Regions from separate parts of the Sus scrofa genome. Here region 1 is linked to region 2. The links are chromatin contacts, called in public HiChIP or PLAC-seq maps. All regions are on one chromosome and are shown on one strand. Each heading gives the region's core, a stretch centred on a gene start, on an enhancer-like site or on the middle of the called end of the contact. The rest is flanking DNA. Distances are from core to core; before and after follow the strand shown.

What was found. HiChIP or PLAC-seq counts read pairs in DNA pulled down with a chosen protein or histone mark.
Region 1: an H3K27ac HiChIP or PLAC-seq map of skeletal muscle shows a contact between it and region 2. The contact joins the promoter of ADAMTS7 here to the enhancer-like site in region 2. A contact is called at or near these places in 1 of 5 promoter capture datasets (fetal skeletal muscle), 2 of 47 Hi-C or Micro-C datasets (embryonic fibroblasts and fibroblasts) and 2 of 2 datasets of contacts at active chromatin or transcription factors (alveolar macrophages and skeletal muscle).

What each region holds. Positions count from the first base shown.
Region 1 is chr7:47,990,887-47,997,549 of Sscrofa11.1, reverse strand. It overlaps ADAMTS7 (A disintegrin and metalloproteinase with thrombospondin motifs 7), which reads left to right and starts at 3,022. Exons shown (of 24, transcript XM_021098839.1): 1 at 3,022-3,412. The coding sequence starts at 3,313. It overlaps LOC110261542 (a long non-coding RNA gene), which reads right to left and starts at 6,055. Exons shown (of 3, transcript XR_002345766.1): 1 at 3,693-6,055.
Region 2 is chr7:47,927,582-47,934,357 of Sscrofa11.1, reverse strand. ADAMTS7 (A disintegrin and metalloproteinase with thrombospondin motifs 7) reads left to right here. Exons shown (of 24, transcript XM_021098839.1): 20 at 773-925; 21 at 1,342-1,515; 22 at 1,597-1,743; 23 at 2,583-2,745; 24 at 4,937-6,776. The coding sequence ends at 5,094. Among named protein-coding and RNA genes, the nearest start is that of ADAMTS7, 64 kb to the left of the region's middle. Within about 2 kb of position 3,932, at least 35 of the 83 cell types and tissues checked have an H3K27ac peak or open chromatin away from gene starts, as enhancers often do. A contact at or near this core is called in alveolar macrophages, embryonic fibroblasts, fetal skeletal muscle and 1 more, where this site is marked.

The DNA of each region.
Region 1 (6,663 bases), core at 1,773-4,272, 64 kb before region 2:
GAACCACTGCTCTAGAAACACTGTGAAATAGGGGAGTGGGAGGAGTTCCCTTTATGGCTCAGGGGAAATGAATCTGACTAGCATCCATGAGGACACAGGTTCGATCCCTGGCCTTGCTCAGTGGGTTGAGGATTCGGTGTTGCCGTGAGCTGTCGTGTAGGTTGAAGATGAGGCTTGGATCTGACATGGCTGTGGCTGTGGTGTAGGCCAGCAGCTGTAGCTGTGATTCTACACCTAGCCTGGGAACCTCCAGGTGTGGCCCTAAAAAAAAAGGAAAAATAGGGAAGTGGGAACCACTGTCTCCATTAGACAGATAAGAAAGTTGAGGCCCAAAGAAGTTGTATAGTGCTTTTTTTTTTCTTCTTTTTTTGCTACCCCACAGCATATGGCGTTTCCAGGCCAGGGACTGGGTCTAAGCCACAGTTGTGACCTACACTGAAGCTATGGCAGTGTTGGATCCTTTAGCCCCCTGTGCCAGGCTGGGGATAGAACCTGCATCCTGGTGCTGGAGAGACACCGCCAATCCCATTGCACCACAGTAGGAGCACTGGTTTTATAGTATATTAAAAAATTATATGCCTCCTTTTTTCATTGTCATATATTCATTCGTGATTTTAAATTCACAGTGCTCTACTGTACTCACTACTTTTTAAGGAATCGCAATATACAAGTGTATATATAGAAGCAGAATGAATCTAATTTCTTACTGAGTTTGATTAGTTTCTGGTAGTGTTTTAGCTAAGTTAAATCTCACTTGAGATGTTGGACTACATAGCATTAATAATCATTTAAAGAATAAAATAGGGAGTTCCCGTTAGGGCTCAGCAATAACTAATTTGACTAGTATCCATGAGGATTCGGGTTTGATCTCTGGCCTTGCTCAGTGGGTTGAGGATCCAGCGTTGCTGTGAACTCTGGTGTAGGTCGCAGATGTGGCTTGAATCTGGTATTGCTGTGGTATAGGCTGACAGCTGTAGCTCAGATTAGACCCCCTAGCCTGGGAACTTCCATTTGCCGCAAATGGGGCCCTAAAAAAAGTAAGTAAAAAAAAAAGATAAATAAATAATCTCTATCAGGGTTTGTGTGTGTATGGAGGGACTGTCTAATCAGATACCTGACATTCTTAACAATTATACCAAACATGTTGAAATATCAAATCTTTTGCTTTGTTCGAAATGGATGTTTTACCCCCAAAATTTGGAATTGGCTGGCCTTATTCTTCCAGCTGGATTATTATTTGTGTCATGAAGGCAGGACGAAACCGCCGTTCTTTTGTGTCCTGTGGTGTCCAGCCTGGTTCCCGAGGAGGTTTAAAATGAAGGCAGCCCAGCAGGGTATGGACAGAGGAAAAGCCAGGACCTGGGACACTAATGGAAACAGGTGCAGACTGTTGTCAGCTGATGGTCTGAAAACACAAACTTCCTAGGCGCCTTTCAGAAAAGCCTCTAATCTGTGCTTGGCCTTGGCAGCTCACCAGAGGAGTGAGGACAGTGGATCGCTGTGCTGGCCAGGGAGGGATGCGTGGCCCCTCCTCAGATCCTCTCCCTCTCTGGGGCTTACTGAGCTGGGGCTGGGATCCCCAAACAAAAAAAAGACATGGCCTGAGTATCTGGGGTGGGAGTTTGGGGGACAGGATGTGACCCTGTCACTGGTGGCAAGGCCCACTGCTGTTAGGGGTGGGGGAGAAGTGGAAGGTGGTTGGGTGGGGGCCAGGGGTTGAGCAGTGAGTGTAGCTGGGAAGGGAAGTAGGTGAACCAGGAGAGGCTGGTGAGTGGGGGACAAGAGGGAGATGACAAGAAACTGGAGAAAGAAAAATACATAGAGTGCTGGTGAAGGTTCAGGGAGGCTGGGCAAGACAGCAGGGCGTGGTCTGAGAGTGGAGCATCTGATCTTCCCATTTCAGAGCGGGCAGTTGGGCATGACATGGCCTAGGCTGTGACCGTGAGAGCTGGTGGCTAAGGTGGCGGGAAGGGTCATTGGAGGTGAGGAGGTCAAGGAATTGTGGAGCCATGGGACCTTCTGCATGGGACCCGCAGAAGGCTTGGGGTGAAGGACCCAGAAGGAAGCCTCCAGGAATGAGGGAAAGTGCATGTGCGATTGGACAGGGAGGAGGTATGTGGGCAGCAGGGGGCTACATAAAGGCTGTCCAGGGGAAGAAAGCCGGCCACCGGGTTTTAGGGAAGGAGAGGGGGCATCTTCCAGTTAGGACCGGGTTGAGTGAAGGCAGGAGGGAAAGAACAGGAGTATTCCTTGACGGGGGCGGGGGCTCCTGGGAGCACAGGGGGAAGGGAGCAGGAAGCCAGCCTCGGGGCTGGGGCCTTGGAAGGACAGATGGCCCGTGTTTGAGGCGGAGGATGTGAGGCTGGGGTTGGCCTGCCTCCAAGCTCCCAGGGGGCCCCTGCTGAGAGTGTGGGCTTCAGCCTGTGGGCCCAGCGGTGTGCTTCGCTCCAGGCAAACACACTTGGAAAGGAGTCTGGACGTGAGGAATTGTGGGACCTCGCCCTAAGTGGGAAATGGCCGCCCCTGGGGAAGTGTCTGGGCCACTTTCCCTGCTGGCTTTGGAGCAGAATCTACCTTGAGACCCGCAGCCCCTGTGGGCTCGGGTGTGAGACCCTGGACCCTCGGGAGGCCTCTGTGTCCCTTTTCCTTAGAGAGGCAGGCCTGCCTGGCCCAGGGAGCACACCGAGGGGCGCCTCCTCGAGCACAGTTTAGGGACGAGGCAGAAATTCTAGATTCATTGGAGGACCCTGGTGGGCTCCTGTCGAGAGCGCTCTGATGTCGGCAGGGCCCTGCTGGGCTCCACCGCCCGCCAGAGGGCGCCCTCGGCCCAGTGGGCGGCCGGGCGGCCGTCGGGGGGCGCCACTCGCTCCCGGCCGGCCGGACAGCTGAGCGGGTGGGCCGCCGGCATGCGCCCGGAGTGGCCCGCATGGGCGGTGCGAGGCCGGACCGGGCGGGACAGGGAGGGCCGGGCTGGGGGCGGGGGAAGGAGTCCGAGGGGCGGGGAGGGGCGGAGCGGGGGGCGGGCGGCTGCGCTCTCTCCCTCTCCCCCTCCCTCCCTGCCTCCCTTTCTTTCTTTCTCTCCTTCTCACTCTCTGGTCTTTGCCTCCGCAGCCGGCCGAGGGGGCGGGCCCTGCAGTCTTTGTTGCCCAAGGACCGTGCGCAGCCGCCCGCCGGACCAGAGTTCGGGCCCGGGAACCTAGAGCTGCACGCGGCTCGGGTATGTCCTGAGCCGGACCCAGGACCCGGCAGCGAGTGGACGGGACGGACGAGAGCGTGCGCGTGGGGTCGCCCAGCGGCCGCCCGGCCCCGGCCATGCTCGGTGGCCCGAGTCCCCGCAGCCCCACGCCGCTGCTGCGCCCCCTCCTCCTGCTCCTCAGCGCTCTGGCGCCCGGCGCCCACGGATCCGCACCAGGTGGGTGGCCGCCCCCACCACCGCCCCGGCCGGCCGGCCCTGCCGCCCTCCCTTGTTCCCCGAGCCTCGGTTTAGCCCCTTTTCACCTCTGCAGACCCCGCGCTCGCCGGCCTCTGCCTGGAGCTGTCGCGCCCCCCTCTCCCCTGGTGCGAGGGACCGGGGTGGGGCCAGGGCAGCGAAACGGCGCCGCCAGGGAGCCTTTCTCAGCCCCCGACTCCGCTACCCCCCTGCCTGCAGCCGAAATCAGTCTTTTACACTCTTCGGGCTCCAGATTCTCTACCTCGGGTGCAGCAGAGCGCGTCTGTCTCTCTCGATCTCTCGTCCGAGGGGCTGGACGGAGCGCGGCTCACACGCGATGGAGTCGGTTTCTCGCTCTCAGTGTGCCTCGTCTGGAAAGCAAGCTGACCGGGACGCTGCGGGCAGGGCGCGGGGTCGCAAGTCTACGCCGTCCCCCTCTGCGTCCCGGCCCCTGCCCACCGCCTCTGCGCTGCCTGCCCGGCCCTCGGCGGCTCCCCGGGGCCGGGTCTCGCGCGGCCCTTGCACTTCCTGCCTCCCCCTCCCCCAAGTGTGAAGGCGCCCGGAGTGGAGCGGGGAGAAGGAGCTTCTTTCCACGGCCCTGGGCTTGGCTCTCCCCGCCCCGCCCGGCCAGCCGGCCGGCCGGCCTCCGACGAGTCTCTGGCTCACGTCCAGAATCTTGCTCCGCCGCTGTCGGCTGGGCGGCGGAGCTCTTGTAGCGTCCGGAACGGCGGGCCTGGGAATTTAGGCTCAGAGGGTGTAGGGGACCCCTGGCCCAACGCTCAGGGATCTCCTGGTCTGATGGAGGCGGGCCGGATAATGGGGAGAGCCTTGCAGGCTTTGTGGGGACGGGGTAGGGGGGGGGCGCTGAGCTTGGAAGAACTGGAAAGATGGATGAACTTTGGATGGGCTGGAAGAGTGTGTGTAGGGGGGGGTCGGGGGATGGGGTGGCTGGATTTGGCCTGTTTGCTGGGCATCGGGGAGACCTGCCTCTCCAGCAGGGGGATTGTGGTTGTGAGGCCAGAAAAGCATATGGGTTGGAATGTACGGAATATTTAAACCAAATCTTAGAGGTTTGGGGAGCTGTTGAGGGAAGCAGCTGTTGAGAGCAGTGTTTTAGGGAGGGGGTTCACTGTATGTGTAGGAAATAGAGCAAACATTTAATAGACCTGTTTTGTGCCAGCCTCCGGAGTTCTTATTTCTCATCTCCACAGCAGCCCTTCAAGGTGGGTGGTACAAAATCCTTTTATGGGTGAGGGAACAGGTTCAGAAGGGAGAGTGACCTGCTAGTTTGGACTCCTGGGCTACCGGCGTGAAGCCTGTGTTTTCCCACTGTCCAGAGCTGAGGACCCATGGAGATGAACCAGGTGACTGGGATGAGAAAGCAGGAAAGTGCTTGTCCCAAGGAACTTCTCCTGAGCTTGATCTTGGGTCCAGGCCCCCTGGCAGCTGTGGGAGAAAGGTTGGGGGGAGTCCTCTGTGGTCGGGGTCCCTTTCACTTCCCCTGCAGGCCAGACCTATGTACAAGCTCATCCATGTGCTAAATGGGTATAATGGTGTCTACCTCAAAGGGATTTTGTGAGAATTAAGTGAAATGCTGAACGTGATCGCTTAGCACGGGGCAGAGAGACGACCATGTAGTGGCCATTATTTTTATTAATCTGCCAGGCAGACCCAGTAAGATTAGGGAGTGCTTGTGTATCCTGTAACTTGAGCCTGCCATTTGGGGTGGAGGCAGGGCAGGCACTCCTATCTAATCTGGGCCCCCCTTTAGGGTGTCTGTCTCTAGTGTCCCCAGAGACACGTAGCATTCTTCTCCCACTCAGGATCCCTGACCTGAGGCTACTAAGTTCTCTGCATTTTTCTTGGAGCTGCCTGGGCGACCTAAACTGGGGGCTCCGCCCACTGAATGCCACCTTCTTTGAGGCCAAAGAGCACACCCTGGGCTTACCTTTAGGGAAATATGACAAACCAAGGGATTTGGGATTGCTGGACTGAGGCAGGGGCTCACCAAAATGCTGTGTCGCACCTGTGAGCACACACATGCAGAACTCCCACATGCACACAAGCAAGTGCAGATGGACTCAGGGAGGAGGTTGTGACACACGCACACATGCACACACCCTAGTCATTTTTTCCTTTCGGCATGAGTTACGGGTCATTTGAAGGGCTGGATTGTAACCCAGGTACTTGATAAGAGCGTCAGGGTAAACACCATGTTGGCATCTCTCTGAGAGATGCTCCAGCGTGACAGTTCTGTCACCTCAGAGTGATATTCAAAGTATTTAACACCCAGTGTGGCAGGAGCTCAGTCCAGTCACAACTGACCAACCTCCCTGGAGGGACAGACTCAGCCATGAACCACTGGCAGTCCCTCAGAATGGCACCTGCCCCCATCCCACTGTAGCTTGAGCTCTGCTGGCTCAGCTCCACTGCAACCACAAGCCCGACTGGAACCTGCAATTACCCCTTGCTGGCACTGGGTGGTGGTAGTTTTGGCCACCAAGGTCTCTACTAGACCTTGTGAGATGTAAGTGACATTGAGAGAGTTTATTTTTGTTTTTACAGCTGCGCCTGTGGCATATGGAAACTCCCAGGCCAGGGCTACAGCTGCCATACCTTGAAGCAACATCAGTTCCTTAACCCATTGAATGAGGCCAGAGATCAAACCCAAATCCTCACAGACACTGTTGGGTTCTTAACCTACTGAGTCACAACAGGAACTCCATGAAAGTTGTTTTTTTGTTTTTTGTTTTTTTTTTTTAAGGGCTGCACCTGCGGCACATGGGAAATTCCCAGGCTAGGGGTCTAATCGGAGCTACAGCTGCCAGCTTATGCCACAGCCACAGCAATGCCACATCCAAGGTGAGTCTGCAATCTACACCACAGCTCATGGCAACACTGGATCCTTAACCCACTGAGCAGGGCCAGGGATTGAACCCACAACTTCGTGGATGCTGGTTAGGTTCATTACTGCTGAGCCACAGTGGGAATTCCAAGAGTTTATTTTTTAACTCGCTGTGTTCTCCTTTAAAAATATTTTATGGCAAACAGTACAAATTTGGTTATTAAAAATGAATGTAGAACAAAACAAGAAAATAAAACTATTGCAGTTAAAGTGGTCACATCCTGTATTTTTTCTTTTTGATTTGAAAAACATCTTATTAAGCCATTAGGCAAAGAGATAAGACAAGTTTTTTAAAAAAAAATAGCTAAGTATACTTTGAACCTCTCTT
Region 2 (6,776 bases), core at 2,683-5,182:
CTCAGTTTCCCTTCTGAGCAGCAGGGCAGGCAGGGGTATGTGGCCCTGGATGCCCAGAGCTCAATCCTGAGCAGCACAGGGGGCGGCTGGGAGGGCAGGGCAGGCACGGCAGGCACAAATGAGGGGCAGCCAGGAGGAATGTTGCTCTTGTGCTATGGCTTGCATGCTCCCAGGAGCAGGGAGCTCACCCCAGACAGCTGTGTTGACAGGGAAGCCTCCCACAGCCCCCAGGCCCGGTCCTGCTCAGTGGTCCCACCAGGGTTTGCCAGGGCTCTGCCTGGCTCCTCCAGGTTCAGCTCCATCCTTGCCACCTGGCTGTCCCCTCAGTGGCTCCACTTGCTCCATCAGGGGCTGTGAGGGCCTGAACTGCATGGAAAAGAGCCAGCCTGTGTCCTGCAGCCCCTCTCCCACCCAGACAGCCCCAGATTGTCACCGTAGGGGAAGTGAGCTGCCTCTGTTCAGATCCCTGGTTTTGGTGTTGGAGGGACAGGCTGAGGCCCACTGAGGAAGCACACTTCCTTCCCAGTGCTTCTGGGAAGCAGTGGGACATCAGGGCCACTGCACATGTGTGTCCTGTGAGCAGGGACTGTTGTTAATTGCTAGGGGATTTGACTTTCTATCTTCATGGTTCCCTTGGGAGATGGATGGAGGAGTCCACTCTGCAGATGAGGAAACTAAGGCACTAGGTCCACTTGATGGGCAGCCCCCTGTCGGAGGAGCCGGAGGGAGCAGTGATCTGTCTCCTCATGGCCTCTGCGTCCTCTGCCCCCAGTGCTCCACCACGTGTGGCCTGGGTGCTGTCTGGAGGCCCGTGCGCTGCAGCTCCGGCCGGGAGGAGGACTGCATCCCCGCTGGCCGGCCCCAGCCTGCCCGCCGCTGCCACCTGCGGCCCTGTGCTGCCTGGCATACAGGCAACTGGAGCAAGGTGCGTGGGCACGGAGAAGGTGGGCGGCCTCAGGCTGCAGGGTGGAGCCCTGGGGCCCATGGCCTGTCTTGGGATCAGCCACAGCCACCAGTGAGGACTGGGGAGGTGGGGAGGGCTCTGTGCCGCGTACCTTCGTACTTGAATTTCTAGTCTCTTTCCAGTCATTGCACCTTCGTGAGGCTTGGCCCACCCCAAGCCTTCTCCGTTGTCTTTGGGGTTTCACTTTCTCCTTGTTCCTCTCCTCCATCTGTCCCCTCCTGGGGCAGCCCCTGGCCAGGCCGCCTGCCGCCCAAGGCTGACCAGCTCTGACCTCTCACTGGGATTCTTAAGGGACTTGCCCTGGAGGGGGTTGGGGGCCCAATGCCCGCCTAGCCACAGCCCTCACGGGGTCCACACGCGTGACCCTTGGCCTTCAGTGCTCCCGCAGTTGTGGCGGGGGTTCTTCCACGCGGGACGTGCAGTGCGTGGACACGCGGGACTTCCGGCCACTGCGGCCCTTCCACTGCCAGCCGGGGCCTGCCAAGCCGCCTGCCCGCCGGCCCTGTGGGGCCCAGCCCTGCCTCAGCTGGTACACCTCTTCCTGGAGGGAGGTGAGGCCTGGGGCTCTGGGATGGGGGTGGGGGTGTCCTCAGACCCGGGCAGCGCCCACACCCCTTTCCCTGCCCTCCCAGTGTTCTGAGGCCTGCGGCGGGGGCGAGCAGCAGCGTTTGGTCACCTGCCCAGAGCCGGGCCTCTGCGAGGAAGCGCTAAGACCCAACAGCACACGACCCTGCAACACCCACCCCTGCACACAGTGGGTGGTGGGGCCCTGGGGCCAGGTGAGCAGGCAGGGTAGGAGGGGGGCACCTTTGTTCACCTGAGGAGTTGAGTGTGCACTGTGTGCCCGGCTCTCTGTGATCAGTGGGGTGACCAGTGGTGGCCCGACGAGGTCCCCACCCTGCTATGGCTGATGGCTGCCAAGGAGGCAGACTGAAAACAAGAGACGTGCGCCATGGTGTCGGGGAAGGTCTTCGGAGGAGGGGACTTTAGAGCGAGACCAAAGGGTCAGTGATGTGAGGGAGGGGTGTGCAGGGTCCTGGGGCAGGAGTGACAGGTGCTCAGGGGACTAAACAAAGAAAGGCCAGGCTGGCCAAGGGGGGATGAGTGTGGCCAGTGAGGCCTCGGGTGGGCAGGACCTCTTCCTGCCAGGCCTGTTTGGAGCTCACAGGTTTAGAAATCTCAGTCCTTGTCCCACTGGCTGCTGAGGGACCCCGGGAAGGCCGCTTTGGCAGGCCTTGGTCTTCTCATCTGTAAAACGGGGCTTCGAGGATTAAATTGAGTCATGTAACAAGGAACTTAGCACATGGCCTGGCACAATGTTGGGCACAGGTTAAATTTATCTTTAGGAGATTTTAAACAACATCAGACCCCAATTGGTAACACAAGGGCCTGACTCAGGATGGTGGGCCTCGTGTCCACTGCCCTGCAGCCCCTCCCAGACCTCTCAGGCATGTCCCGTCTTGTGGGGGGCTGGCAGCTTCCCCCCGTCCTTGGGCCCTCCTCCAGGTCAGGACTGACCTTCTAAGGAGCCCAGCCTCCTAGCGAAGGCAGTGGCTGCCCGGATGCCCCCCTGCAGGGCAGGCCAAGGGGAGGCTCACCCCTGCCCCGCTCCCTGCAGTGCTCAGCCCCCTGCGGTGGCGGCGTCCAGCGGCGCCTGGTCAAGTGCGTTAATACCCAGAGTGGGCTGCCCGAGGAAGACAGCGACCAGTGCGGCCACGAGGCCTGGCCCGAGAGCTCCCGGCCTTGTGGCATCCAGGACTGCGAGCTCACAGAGCTGCCACGTGAGTGCCCCGACGGCTCTCAGTGGGGAGATGGGGGTCCTCAGGCCATTGGGCACCAGCTGAGGGGGAGCCTCGGAGCAACTGGGGCTGTGCTGGGGTGGGGCCCCAGGGGAGTCGTCCCCCCGCGGGCAGCTTTGTTGAGTGCAGGGGAGGCATGGAGGTTGCAGCCTCAGCCCCTAGTCTGTGTGTGACCCCAGGCAAGCTCTTTTCCCTTCTGGTCTCAGTTACGCGCCTGCCCCCAGAATAAGGCTGGGATGTCCCTGAGACAGGGCCGCAGGCCGGGGTGAGCCCAGCCCAGGCTCTGGCCTGTCCGCTTCCTGGCCAGGGGAGGGCTGCCCGGAATGAGCAGAGGAGCCGCAGGAAAGGGCCTCCCTCCTGGGGTCCTGCGAGCTCCCAGCAGCGGGTGGCTTCCTGGCCAGCTGGGTCCTCCTGGAGGAAGAGCCTCTGCCAGAGGGGGCTCTGGACACACACACACACTTCCTTCCTGCAGCATAGCACCCCCGCTGGCCCCATCCAGCGGTGCTGAGCACAGAAACTGTGGTCCTGGAGTCACTCCTGGCCACCCCACATCCCTGTCCAGGCCGCCACTCTTAGAGTGTAAAGGCACAGACGACCCCTGTTCTCCTAAGTCAGGTCTTAAGGGGAAGGGCCCGGGACGTGCTCAGAGAAGGCTGGCTGCTTCCTTTCCCTCGTGGTCACCGCATCGCCCCTCATGAGGTTAGGAAGAGCGCCTCGAGCTACCTCTGAAAGTCATGAGAACCCAGCAGCTTCTGTGCTTATCACGTCTGACCCCTGCTCCTAGGACAAGGTCCCCCCAGGACAAGGTCCCCCCAGACTGGCTCCTTGGCAGTCCTTGGACAGGCCCAGCCTAGCTACTGCTGTGCTTTGCTGCCCATGCCACTGGCCAGTGTGGTCTTCCTGCCCAGGTCTCCTTACCTCGAGGCCCAGCAGAAATCCCACCCACCCTGAGCACCCTGCCCTCAGCATCCATCCACCGAGCGCCTCAGCGCCTCCCGCGCACAGCCTCAGGCTGGCTGCTGGTGCCCAGGTGAGGAGTCAGGGGCGGAGACCAGCCAAGGAAGTGACTGCATGTTGAGACCCTGGAGTCCCCAGGATGTTTTGATGCTCTGTGGGGCTGTGTGGCAGGACGTTTGGAAAGCCTGTTAACTCCAGGGTGTGTAGTCATCGTGCTGAGGCAGCGGACACAGCTTGGCCACATCCGTTGGCCTGTGGAGGTGGGGCTCTGGAGAGGTTAAGAAACTGGCCTGAGGTCACACAGCAGGAACAGGTCTGCAGCTGCGTATGTTAGAGCTGCTCCCCAGAGCCACAGTGGAGGAGCCAGCCTGCTGCCTTGTGCCCTCTGCTGGGACCCAGGAATGTCCCAGGGCTGCCAGTTGCCTTCCTGCTTCTCTTCCCCTGGGGTGTCAGCTGGAGTGAGCAGGGCCAGGCGGCAGCTGGGGGCTGTCAGAGGCGGCGGGCGCAAGGCCAGGAGGCTGGAAGCAAGCCGCGTCCCAAAATAGCTTTGATAAGCACAGGGCAGGAGAGCCTGCCAAGCCTCAGCCCCGGACAGGCACAGCCGGCCTGCAGCCTTCCTCTGGCCACCCTCAGGAGGCCTGGGTTCCGCTGATGGGCTCTATGGTCCAGGTCACACCTGCTCTCTCTGGGCCTCAGTGCTTGGCCTGGCTGATGAGACCTGGTATGTGACCCACAACTGAAGCTGAGTATCACCCATGTGGCTGCAGGGGGTCAGGGAGGCCTGACAGGTGCCTTTGGGCAGAGGGAGGTGGCAGGGCTGGAGGGCAGAGGCCGCTGTAGGCTGGCCTGAGGCACCTGGGACCTTAGTTGACATGTCAGGTTGCTGGAGCCTGCGGGGACAGAGAGGGGTGGCAGGCCCCTTGACTTCTCATGAGCACTTTCCTCTGGAAACCTGAGCCCAGCAGTGCCAGTGCTCCAGCCCTGAAGGTGGGGGCCAAGGCCAAGTGGGACAGACTAACAGCTGGAGATCTGCAACTCAGGTCCAGGGGAGCCCCTCTGGAAACAGCAGGCCGATGCTTCGGTGGTGGCTGCAGGTCCCCTTAAGGCTGCTGAGGGGCAAGGAGAGGGCCTTGGTCAAATCTCAGGGAAGCCATGCCACTTGGGTACAGGCAGGAACGGGGCTGTTCTGGTGTCTTGACCCTCCCTCTGCCCCCAGGCTGTGAGCGCGATCGCCTGTCGTTTGGTTTCTGCGAGACTCTGCGCCTGCTGGGCCGCTGCCAGCTGCCCACCGTCCGCTCCCAGTGCTGTCGCTCCTGCCCCCTGCCCGGCCACGGCGCCCCCTCCCGTGGCCATCAGCGGGTCGCCCGCCGCTGACCCACGGCCCAGCCCAGCCAGGATTCCCAGATCGACAGACACACAGACCTCAGCGCCCAGCACGGGCCGCGGCGGAGCCCCTGTCCCTCGCGCCCTCATGGTGCTAACCCGCCCCTGCCAGCGGCAGGCTGGGGACCCCTCCCCTCAGAAAAGGTATTTTTTTATTCTAACAGTTTGTGTAACAATTTATTATTATATTATTATTATACATAAACGAGCATCTACTGTTTTGAAGTGCAGCTTGGCTTCCTCTTGGGCGGGGGGATTTGAGGTCAGAAACTCCAGCTCTGCCGCAGCAGAGACACCGCCTTTTCATCTCCACCAGGGGGAGAGGGCGGCTGAGAAGCCCGCAGGACAGGGCCCTGGGGGCAGGAAGGCCCAAAGGGAAGGCCGAGGCCTTGTGAGCTGAGGGCTGCTTCCCAGACAGGTGTGCTCAGGGCCTCGGTGGGTTGGATGAGGGGTGGTGGGAAGCTTTTCTAGGCACTGGGAGCAGTTTTCAGAGGCCTGGGGGGATGGTCCCTACTCACCATCCTTCCACACCCCTTAACTTCATGCGCCCCACCCGGGGCCTTGGCGAGGAGGCTGGGGAAGGCCTGCCACTAGCTCCATAAAGTGGCCTGTGCAGGCTCCCTGGCCCTTACCTCTGGCCCTGTGCCTTGGACTTGACCGTTTTACCATGTCCTCCCAAGTTCTACTCCTGGACAGGGTTCGCCCCCTTCTCCAGATGGGGAAACACCACTCATGTTCTGTTCTCGGGTGTCGGCCACTCGCAGAGCGTGATGGGAACTGGTGGTCCTGGAGCTGAGTGTGGGGGGCATGAGGGCACTTGCCCTGGGCCCCATGGCTCCTCGTGGCTTGCTGTGTGTTCTGAGAGTGGGGTGGGGGTTGGGGGGACCCTGAAAATCACTCCTTGGGGACAGAGACCAAGAAATAGTATCAGAGGCTGAAGCAGTTGACAAGTGTCTCCCAGGACAGGACTGGAGTTAGAAAGGTGCTGTCTCTGATCCCACATCACACCCTATTTAGTCATGAGCACATTCTACGGGGCTGGAGTGAGTACCCTACTTTGAGATGAGAAGCCCAAGGCTCTGAGAGGGAGGGGTCTGGCCCAAAGCCATGCGCCCGGACCGTAGGCCTTGAGCGCCCACCTCCCGCTGTGACTAGGTGGGAAGGTGGCCCTGAGCAGCCCCAGGGTAAGTCTGCACAGAGAGTCCCAGCAGCACTGCACTGTCCGAGGGTGGAGGGGTGTCAGGCTTGCTTCCTGTCTGTGTTTGCAGCAGCCGGCTGGCCCAAGGAGGCCCTGGGGACCCATGCTCTGAGAAATGGCTTCCCAGAGCTTTCCAAGGTCACAAGCGCAACCCCTTACAAGGGACAGGAGCAGGGCCCCTGACCCACACAGCCAGCAGGGGCTACCAGTTCCAGCTATGCCATTGCTGTTGTGCTGTGACCTCAGGCATCCACAGCTTCCCCATCTCCTCCCTGCTCTGTCTGGGAGTCCTCACTGGCTCCCCCCACCGTCGTCACACTGCGGAAAGACACTGGGTCTTAATCATTCTCATGTGTTTTTCCAACAATAGGGGGTGAGGGGAGTGGTGTCCCCGGTGGCAGCTGGGCCTGAGCTGTCAGCCCAGGCAGGAGGCAAACAACCCATGACTCAGGCAGAGCTCGTCACAGCTGGTGGG